Linked DNA regions of Anas platyrhynchos: all the other regions are linked to region 3. The links are chromatin contacts, called in public Hi-C maps. All regions are on one chromosome and are shown on one strand. Each heading gives the region's core, a stretch centred on a gene start, on an enhancer-like site or on the middle of the called end of the contact. The rest is flanking DNA. Distances are from core to core; before and after follow the strand shown.

The links. A called contact is a pair of places that touch in the nucleus more often than the background predicts.
Region 1: a Hi-C map of liver shows a contact between it and region 3, with 4 times the contacts expected there. The contact joins the enhancer-like site here to the promoter of NOBOX in region 3. A contact is called at or near these places in 2 of 8 Hi-C or Micro-C datasets (liver and subcutaneous adipose tissue).
Region 2: a contact with region 3 is called in a Hi-C map of skeletal muscle, with 2.4 times the contacts expected there. The contact joins the enhancer-like site here to the promoter of NOBOX in region 3. A contact is called at or near these places in 6 of 8 Hi-C or Micro-C datasets (F1 follicle, F5 follicle, liver and 3 more).

The regions. Positions count from the first base shown.
Region 1 is chr1:78,165,492-78,168,348 of IASCAAS_PekinDuck_T2T, reverse strand. VWF (von Willebrand factor) reads right to left here. Exons shown (of 52, transcript XM_005012640.6): 39 at 2,578-2,680; 40 at 2,386-2,460; 41 at 1,727-1,831; 42 at 1,045-1,250. Among named protein-coding and RNA genes, the nearest start is that of ANO2, 38 kb to the left of the region's middle. Within about 2 kb of position 1,463, at least 3 of the 8 cell types and tissues checked have an H3K27ac peak or open chromatin away from gene starts, as enhancers often do.
Region 2 is chr1:78,091,902-78,094,643 of IASCAAS_PekinDuck_T2T, reverse strand. All of the region lies in intron 15 of VWF (von Willebrand factor), which reads right to left. Among named protein-coding and RNA genes, the nearest start is that of VWF, 45 kb to the right of the region's middle. Within about 2 kb of position 1,378, at least 1 of the 8 cell types and tissues checked has an H3K27ac peak or open chromatin away from gene starts, as enhancers often do. A contact at or near this core is called in subcutaneous adipose tissue, where this site is marked.
Region 3 is chr1:77,961,222-77,963,982 of IASCAAS_PekinDuck_T2T, reverse strand. NOBOX (NOBOX oogenesis homeobox) reads right to left here and starts at 1,271. Exons shown (of 8, transcript XM_027449927.3): 1 at 1,115-1,271. The coding sequence starts at 1,229.

The sequences.
Region 1 (2,857 bases), core at 214-2,713, 200 kb before region 3:
ATAATGCGATACAACATTTAGAGAAGATAAACAGAGAGTCTTGTAGAAGGAGCCACACACACAAAACTTCTGCCAATTGTATCTGCTAATCTGAAAGATACTACTTTGGGCTACAAGCATTCATTCCTGTATCCTTAGGCCACCACATCTACCACAAAAGCAGTGCCATCTTTTATATTGCACTCTCTATTAGTAAATTTTACAACACGTTATTAAAGACATGAATGTCTGTTAATTTTATAGATGTAGAAATGATCATGGATCATGGAGAAATAAAATGACTTATGCAAGGTCATGAACTACTCAGGCTTAGAAAATAAAGCCTAGATCTCCTGAGCTGCACAACAGAGTAACCCTATATTAGGCTGCTAGGTAAGGTTGCTTTAGTGAACAGGTTATACTGCCCTGCAACTTTTCCTTAAGCAACCTTACCTTGAAAGTTAACATAATATAATGACTTAATAAAAAGTTGGCAAAATTAGGAAAAATTCATCCTTGTGAAGCTTTAACAGAGTTAGGTACTAATGTGGAAAAAAAAATTAAAATGGCCATGTAGTTTATGCAAGATACAATACCTCATCAGGTAGAGGCAAATGTAATCAAGGCACACAAGGAGTATAGGTATAACGTGTCCCAAAAATGTCAATAAAGTTAATATAGGATTGAAAGTATGCAATTCTAAAATACAGTAACTGTACTCATCCAAAAGCACATACATGTTATCAATAAATAAAAAAATAAATATATCAGAATGACCTCTGAAATTCCAAGTGTCTGAATAGCCTTGAAGTACAAAAGGTTACATATAGATATAATCATCTGAGTATCTCAAAGTCACAAAAAATGTGTTGGTAACATCAGAATAAAATGACTAATGAAACAAGCACAGTATGTTGCAAGGGTGCAATTTTCTCAGACATGTAAATTAAAAATGTATCATTTTCAGGTAGTCTGTTTGGTCTTTTGTTTATATCTATCTACGCTCTTACTGTGATGTTGTCCCCCCGTATGCAAAAGATAATCTTATCTGTTCATCCTGCTTACCGTTCCTGGAACACAGGTAGTAGATATGCAGCCACAGTCATTGGTGAGAGATCTGGATAAATATCCAGGAGGGCAGCTCACTGTTGAGTTAGTACAGCTGCAGGTACACTCATATTTATCACAGCACTCTGTCTTCTTAACAGTCAGCTCCCGATGTGGTGGACAGAAAGGTCTTTGAGCTAGGCTGCATGCTTCTCTGTTACAAGCTAGCAGAAAAAGGTTAAGCACAGAGCATTTCAGAGCACTGCAAATGAACAGGACAGTTCTCTGGCAGCAAGGCTCTAATTGCTACTGCAAACTGTAATACATCTGCTTAATAAACTGAGAAGTAATGCAGATATAAAAGACCCAGGTCAAAGATTGTACTGCAGGTTCAGAAGTTCCTATCCTGACAAACACATATTTGTATCTTCTCTCATATACAGAAAGATTTATAAAATAAACATAAGGGTCAGTGCACACATATCCAAGAGTACAGTGTTTATCTTTTCCTTAATTCAACAGTGTACTCAGAAAGGGCCAACAATAACTTTCTTTCAAGTCTGTGAAATCATTTATGTCTACTAGCTCCCAAAGAAAATCTTTCAGAGAGAAAATGTAGTGCATAAAGGACGTTGTCCATGTTGTTCAAATGCAGTGCTCCACTATCACCCAGGGCTAAATATAGATATACATATCTTACCACATGTATAATTTGGTCTGCATTCTCCAGGGTTGGTCAGTGCAAGCTGCGAGCCAGACTCACAGACAGGGACAGGAGGCAAATCACAGGAAACCAGATCACAGACTAAGAAGAGAAATTGAGGGAGTGGTCAAGACCATGCCTGACCAGTTAGCCTTCTAGAAAAGACATACACATGCAGGTCCATCCCCATTTCATTTATTCCCTACACTCAATTGCTATCTTAAAATACAAAGTAAGTTAGATTTCAGCAGGTCAATGTTTGTTTTCAAAAATAGCTAAGGGAACAATTCAAGTGTATGTTATGAATATTCTAGTTCTGATTTTGTACCTAATGTGCAAACACAGATCACACAAAAATAGGTAATTGGAAAAAAAAAATACACTTTTAGTGTGTCACTTTGGAAAAAAATAAAATACAATACAATAAAATAAAAACAATTCTCTATTGCCTTCTTCATCTCTTAAAAAGGGGCAAAGTCAAGTTTGAGTTTCTTCTTTTTTTCTTTTTTTTCCACACAGATGATAACTCAGTCATTCAGTGAGTTATAAAATTTAAATATATATGTATGTGTTAAATAAAGATGCAGATTTTATACCTTTGAAACATCTGATAAAAACACATACCAAGAAGATTCCAACAGTTTATGAGAACCTACCACACTCATATTCAGGGCAGCACTGGCTGGGGTCCCTGCGCAGACGAGGAACTTCACAGGGACCACACTGAACAGCTGGAGCGAGAAAAAAACGTTCACAAAATAAGCTTGGATAAGAACTAAAATGCTAGGTAAAAAAAAAAAAAAAAAATCAGTTCAAGTCTAGTCACACTCAGATCTAGACCAACTTACATTTGGTAGTATTGCAAGGTCGGAGAGTGCAGTTTACTCTCCTATTGTCTAGACATGTGCAGATCTTGCAGGGCTCATTGGAGGGAATCCATGTTTCCATGTGCTGCGTGGAAAGAAAAAAAAATGTTAGAAAGAAATCTAATAATCTTATATCCTGATCACTGTTGTACTGGTGGTAGGAGTGGGTGAGAAAAATTACTGTGAAAAACAAGAAGACTACAAGAGAGATTAGTTGGTTGCTCTGTTAACTGTAAGAATCCAAGGAGATGCGTAATTATGA
Region 2 (2,742 bases), core at 129-2,628, 130 kb before region 3:
TAGAAATGTATGTCTGCTTTTGTACTACAACAGTACAAAGCCTCACAACCCAGCTCTCAGGGGTTTGTGGAAACAGGTGCAAATAACAAAGTCACTTAGTGATTGTGGAGCCAAACCTTGGAAACTAATGGTTTTTGATGATGAATTCATTTTTATGGAGACCTCATTATGGCTTTGGAGGCATACTGGATTCTTTGTTTATAAAGGTTTAACTCAATTCTACAGCACTAATTTTGAGGGAAGCTCCTCTGCATACACCAGCATCAGCACTAGGTGGCAGTTATGACAACACATTTCAAAAGATGAGAAAACAGGTTACTATTACCATGGGCTTTTCACAGGCCTCCTATTAACCAGGATTTACAAAACCTATCGTGTTTGTAGTAACCTTCCAGAGCAAATGGCCAGGGTCATAAGATTATGAAGTAGGATGTTCAGTGGAGTGAGGAAAGCAGCTGCAAACAAAAGTAGGCACATTTGTATTGTGCAAAATCCAACATGAAGGTTTCAAACCAAGGCAGCTCTTTCTCCTGTCATCCCTGCAGAACAATACAATAATTCCTGCCCCCCTGTTCTGTGATCACAAATCCCCAGGAAATGTAGCAGCGATGGCAGTAAAAGAAAAAAATATAGCAAGGCTAAAACCCTGCAACCTTACACAGCTGAAGGCAGAGCAGAAGTAACACTGAAGATCACAAAGCAAGATTAACATGCTATCAAATGCCTAATGTTTACATTCACAAAATTCTTCTGAAATGAAGAATTACTCCTATTTACTGTAGAGAGGTGTGGTTGCACCAACATCCCCTCCCAACTTTATTGAGGTCCTTGTAATCCAGACATGGGAGTGTAAACTGTAAACCCCTAATTTGAGGATCCAGGCAACAGGCATCAAAGGTGACTTGAAGCCTTTTTCAGAGCAGAGATCTCCCAGATTTGGGACTTGTGTCCAAACTATTTAATCTTCCTTTCACAACACAAAACCTAGAAATGCATATGTGCTTATCGACACAGTAGGCAGAGTAAGTACCTTCTAACTCAGAAATAAATAGATGACAGGTTCACTCACAGTTATAGAAGTCTTTGGCAGCTATTCACTGAACAGCGCTTCTCACTTACATGAACATAGTCTCTGTGGTAAACCAAATACTGAATAGGCACAGGTCAGGGCTGAAGACCATTTTAAAGGCATGTGCAAGTTAGTGGTAACACTCCCTGCCTACAAGGACATGTTTACAGTGGATCCCTTTTTTAGCTAAAGCTTTGTAACTCATCTTACCTGCCCATGCACTTCCTAACACTTAAAACATCCTCTGGTTTTCTGGTTCAATTACATAAGGCTACATTCATATTCCAAGTCCCACCACACTACTGCATCACCTCTCAGCAGCATCTGTTTTTAACAGCAAAAGGGCAAGACAACTGACCTGGGAGGGGACTACTGTCTGTACACTTTGTAATAACACCATCACTGGAAAAAAAAAAAAAAAAAATCCCCTTATTGCCAGGAAAATTAGAGGAAAAGGCGAGGTGCCTGCTATAAAACTCAATAGTTCAATGCTGTGCTCTAAAGCTCAGCCTATCCTGGGGATAAGATGCAAAATAGTGGGAAATCATTGGAAAATTTCTGTTTGTGAGGTTGTTCATACAGCTTCTTGTGGACAGGCTTTCAACCCAGAGTGAAAGAGACATAAGTCCTTACCAGTTTCTTGGGTAGTGCAAGATGAAAACAGTCACATCTAGGTCAGAGGCTCTGGAAAAAGACTCACCATGGCAGACTTAACACAGTTGCTCTATCAGCACCAGCTGGTATTCTGAGCCCCACAATGCAATGCAATCATTCTCAAATGCTGCTCAGATCCAGCACTCCAGGATCTACCATACAAATCCTCTCACAGAAGCCATGCAAACAAAATAAGCAATCAGCCTACCCCCACCAGATATGGGAAAATATTGGGATGATCAATAGGTCCCTAAAACCTGAAGAAAGATCTAGGGAATTGTTTATTGCTTCTCCTTTGCCACCAAACACTATATACATACATACATATGTAGACACACATACATACATGTATACACACACACAAGAGGCATGCTGTGCATTGGTGACACAGACCTTGACTTTACGGCCTATCTGCTCCTTCCACACACCACAAAAAGACTGGCTCGACTGGTTATTCACAGTAGGCTGCAAGGGCAGGAGTCAGCTCTTAATCAAACAAAAATCATTTCAGAGACGTGGGAAATGAATGTGTTTGTTAGCTTGATAGGAAGCAGAAATACTGTGCCATGCTAATGACTTACCTCCCTGCCACTTCAAATCAAGCAAACCATTTCTGTCAAGTCATTCCCGAAAAACTGAATCTCAGTTGACCAATGTAGAAATGGAGCACTTTTTTAGTGCACCCCCATCAGCACAAATTATGCAACTTGCACGTTCACATCTCCAGCCCATTAAAAGAGGGTATGTTCTCCTTCATGTGACAGGAGATTTCTGGAGCATCGGGATTATTTAATGGGGACTGATGGATCTGCAATCAGGGAAATTGTCACTTTATGAGAGCATAAAGCGCTCTGTAATGCACAGAGAAGAGGAAGCAGCACTGCACTATTAAAGATTAATTGTGAAAATTGACTTGTTCAATTACAGAAAGAACGATGGTGCATTATCGCTGCACTTTCTTTCAACCTCCAGACCTGCTCATTTTTAAAAGGATTTTTATTACATTATTGTTCCACTAT
Region 3 (2,761 bases), core at 22-2,521:
CACAATTCCTTCTCCCACTGTCCTCCCTACTGTATTTGAACTTGTTTCAGTCCTGCTCTTGCTCATTATGCAGGAAAGCTAGTATTTTCACATCATCCATTCTGTCAAACTCTACCTTGAAACAAAAATAGGATTTTCAGCTTCATGTTCTGATTTAAGAAGGCTTTTTACTTGTATGTGCTTACATCACAGAACACATTTCAAAGTCATGTGCGTGTCCCTTATGTCTGCAGTAGACAGATCAACAGCAGGGATTTTGCATCACCCGCAGAAGTAATCCTTCATGAAATAGAAATTGCTACCTCTATTTCTAAAAGAGAAAGCCTGACAACATATAACTTAGTGTTGCCAAGAAAAGATCTGAAATGAAAATAAAGTTTATAAATACAGAGCCTTCATGGCAACAACTAGGGAGTTACCAACACAACCCTTTCTTTTGTCATTGTTACTGCAAGAGACTAGACTGAACAACAGTCGTCCCATTTTCAGATAAATAATCTTAAACAGAAGGGATTTTAACTGGCTGGAAAAATCATACTAACAGAGTTTGGAATGCCTGAAGGTGCAGAAGCAGGAAGCAAAGTCATCTTTTTCTCCTCACAGCTACTCTCAGAAGTTACTAAAATGAGGTAGCCATTTGCACGGTGACAGGAAGACTTTGAAGGTTGGTTTGAATGTTTGGTACAAAGCAACCTGAACACACACAGGGAGAAACATGAACTTCATAGAGCCATGCAAGCTCAGAGATGAAAATCAGTGGGTGAGGGATGTGCTACCACTCTAGAAATCCCGCAGTAGTGGAGCCCCACTATGGATATGAAGCAAATATATATAAAGATACGAAGGGAAGACCAACTGCCCCAGCCTTCTCACTTTTACAATCCCAGAGACAAGGGCCATGCAGATGCCCATCTGGCAGCAGCTCACTGCCCCCGAAACACTGGGGGCACCCCAGCCAAAATGGCATCACTCCCAGGGCACAGAAAGCGGCCCGGGGGAAGTGGCAGAGTTGTTATCCTCCGCCGGGGCTGCTCATTAGGCTCGTTATCGGGTGCCTCCCCCCCCCCCAAAATTGAGGAGAGCCAGTGCCCCATTGCTGCGGCCCGACCCTTACCCAGCTTTTGGGACACCCGCTCTTCCTTCACTCCCGCCCCATCCATGCCGGCTCGGCGGCGGCCGGCCCGGCTCGGCTCAGCCTGGTAAATGGCGGCGAGCCCCAGCGGGCTCATCAAGGCCACCTGTGGCACCAGCCGTCCCTGGGCACAGCGTGGTCCAGGCTGCCGGACCGACCTACCTCAGCCGCATGGGGGGGGCGGCAAAGGCGAGCTCCCCCCGCGGAGGAGTGGGGCGATAGCGCCCAGCGGCACCGCAGCTAAAGGGGAGGCAGCCTGGAGAGCCCTGCCGTGGCTGGCAGCGAGCCGCTGGTGGCCCGTGGTGGCGGCTGGGGCTGGCGCCTGCTTGCCCTCTGAGGCGCCATCTCCCGAGGGGAGGCAGTGGATGAAGACGCTCGTCAAAGGCCGCCTGAAAAACTGCGCTCCCGAAGTTTGCGTGAGGAGCGGGTTTAAATATCGCTAATGGCATGCATTTGGAACCCAGATGTTACAAAATTGGTTTGTATAACTGATCACGCTGAATGAGATAAACCTCATTATCTTCCCTTGTGGGCTGGCAGCAAGACAGCTTTGTTTTTCGTGTGCTCTGGTTGTAGCTGTTTTGAAATACTTCTAATTCTCCATAAACTGGTGCTTACAAGAAATACGTGGCACTTCTTGACTTTTTTGGTGCTGTCATCTTGCATCGTGTTCATACTTAAAAGTCTTTTAATAAAAATAAAAATCAAGGCTCCTAACTCAGTGATACCAGGCAATTAGTACTCTCATGTTACTACAAGTGTTGTCATCAGCTCCGATAAAATTTAAAACAGCTTTGCATACTTGCAGGTGAGAACACAAGTCATAAGGGAGGAGTGAACCAAGTCTGTCTTATTTGATTTCTCTCCTGCCTTGTGCAGCTGATGGAGAGACCTGTACTGTAACTTGCATGGATGACAGTGGTTCCAAAACTCAACCCTTCTTCTCTTGCATCTTCCATGTTCAGCTTTTCTAACCACTGAGTGAAGTGGGGCTGGCTCCAAACACAATTTGTATGTCTGCAAATAAGACAGACAGTCCTTGCTTAATGAATGTGATTTACTTAATTGTGTTCTGCTCCACCATGATGAAGCATCCTTCATCTTCATCTTGGTTATAGGCTCAGTATCTTAATGCTGTCATTCTCCTACTGTGCGTTTTCCCATACATCCTGTTTTTGTTACAAGGTTCACTCTAGCATCCAGGGACATGCATCTGCAGATGCTTTCACTTGAGTGTTGTTACATTGTGTTAAATGAGTGTAAGATGAAGCAGGTGCACCAGCATTCTGAAGATAGCACAATTAGTACTACAGTGCACCTGGTTCCGCCATGAAATACAAGACATGCTGGCTGGAACGTTATTGCAGCTAAAATGACATTTAATTTCTTAGAGGCATTCAGCTGACCAGACACAACTCTGATCTTGGAGTGGTGGAGTGGATGGGATTAGTTTTATCATTTTTTTTTATATAAAAGCACAAAGATAAAAATTAAAAACCGCTTTGGAAGTTCCTTTCTCTGAGCAATGTTATGTTTGTTTACTGAATTCTGCTTATAATGTCAGCTTTTTCTAGCATTCTGAAGAAGAATGAGAACTGTAGAGAATGTTTTCATTTCTTTCTTTCAGAA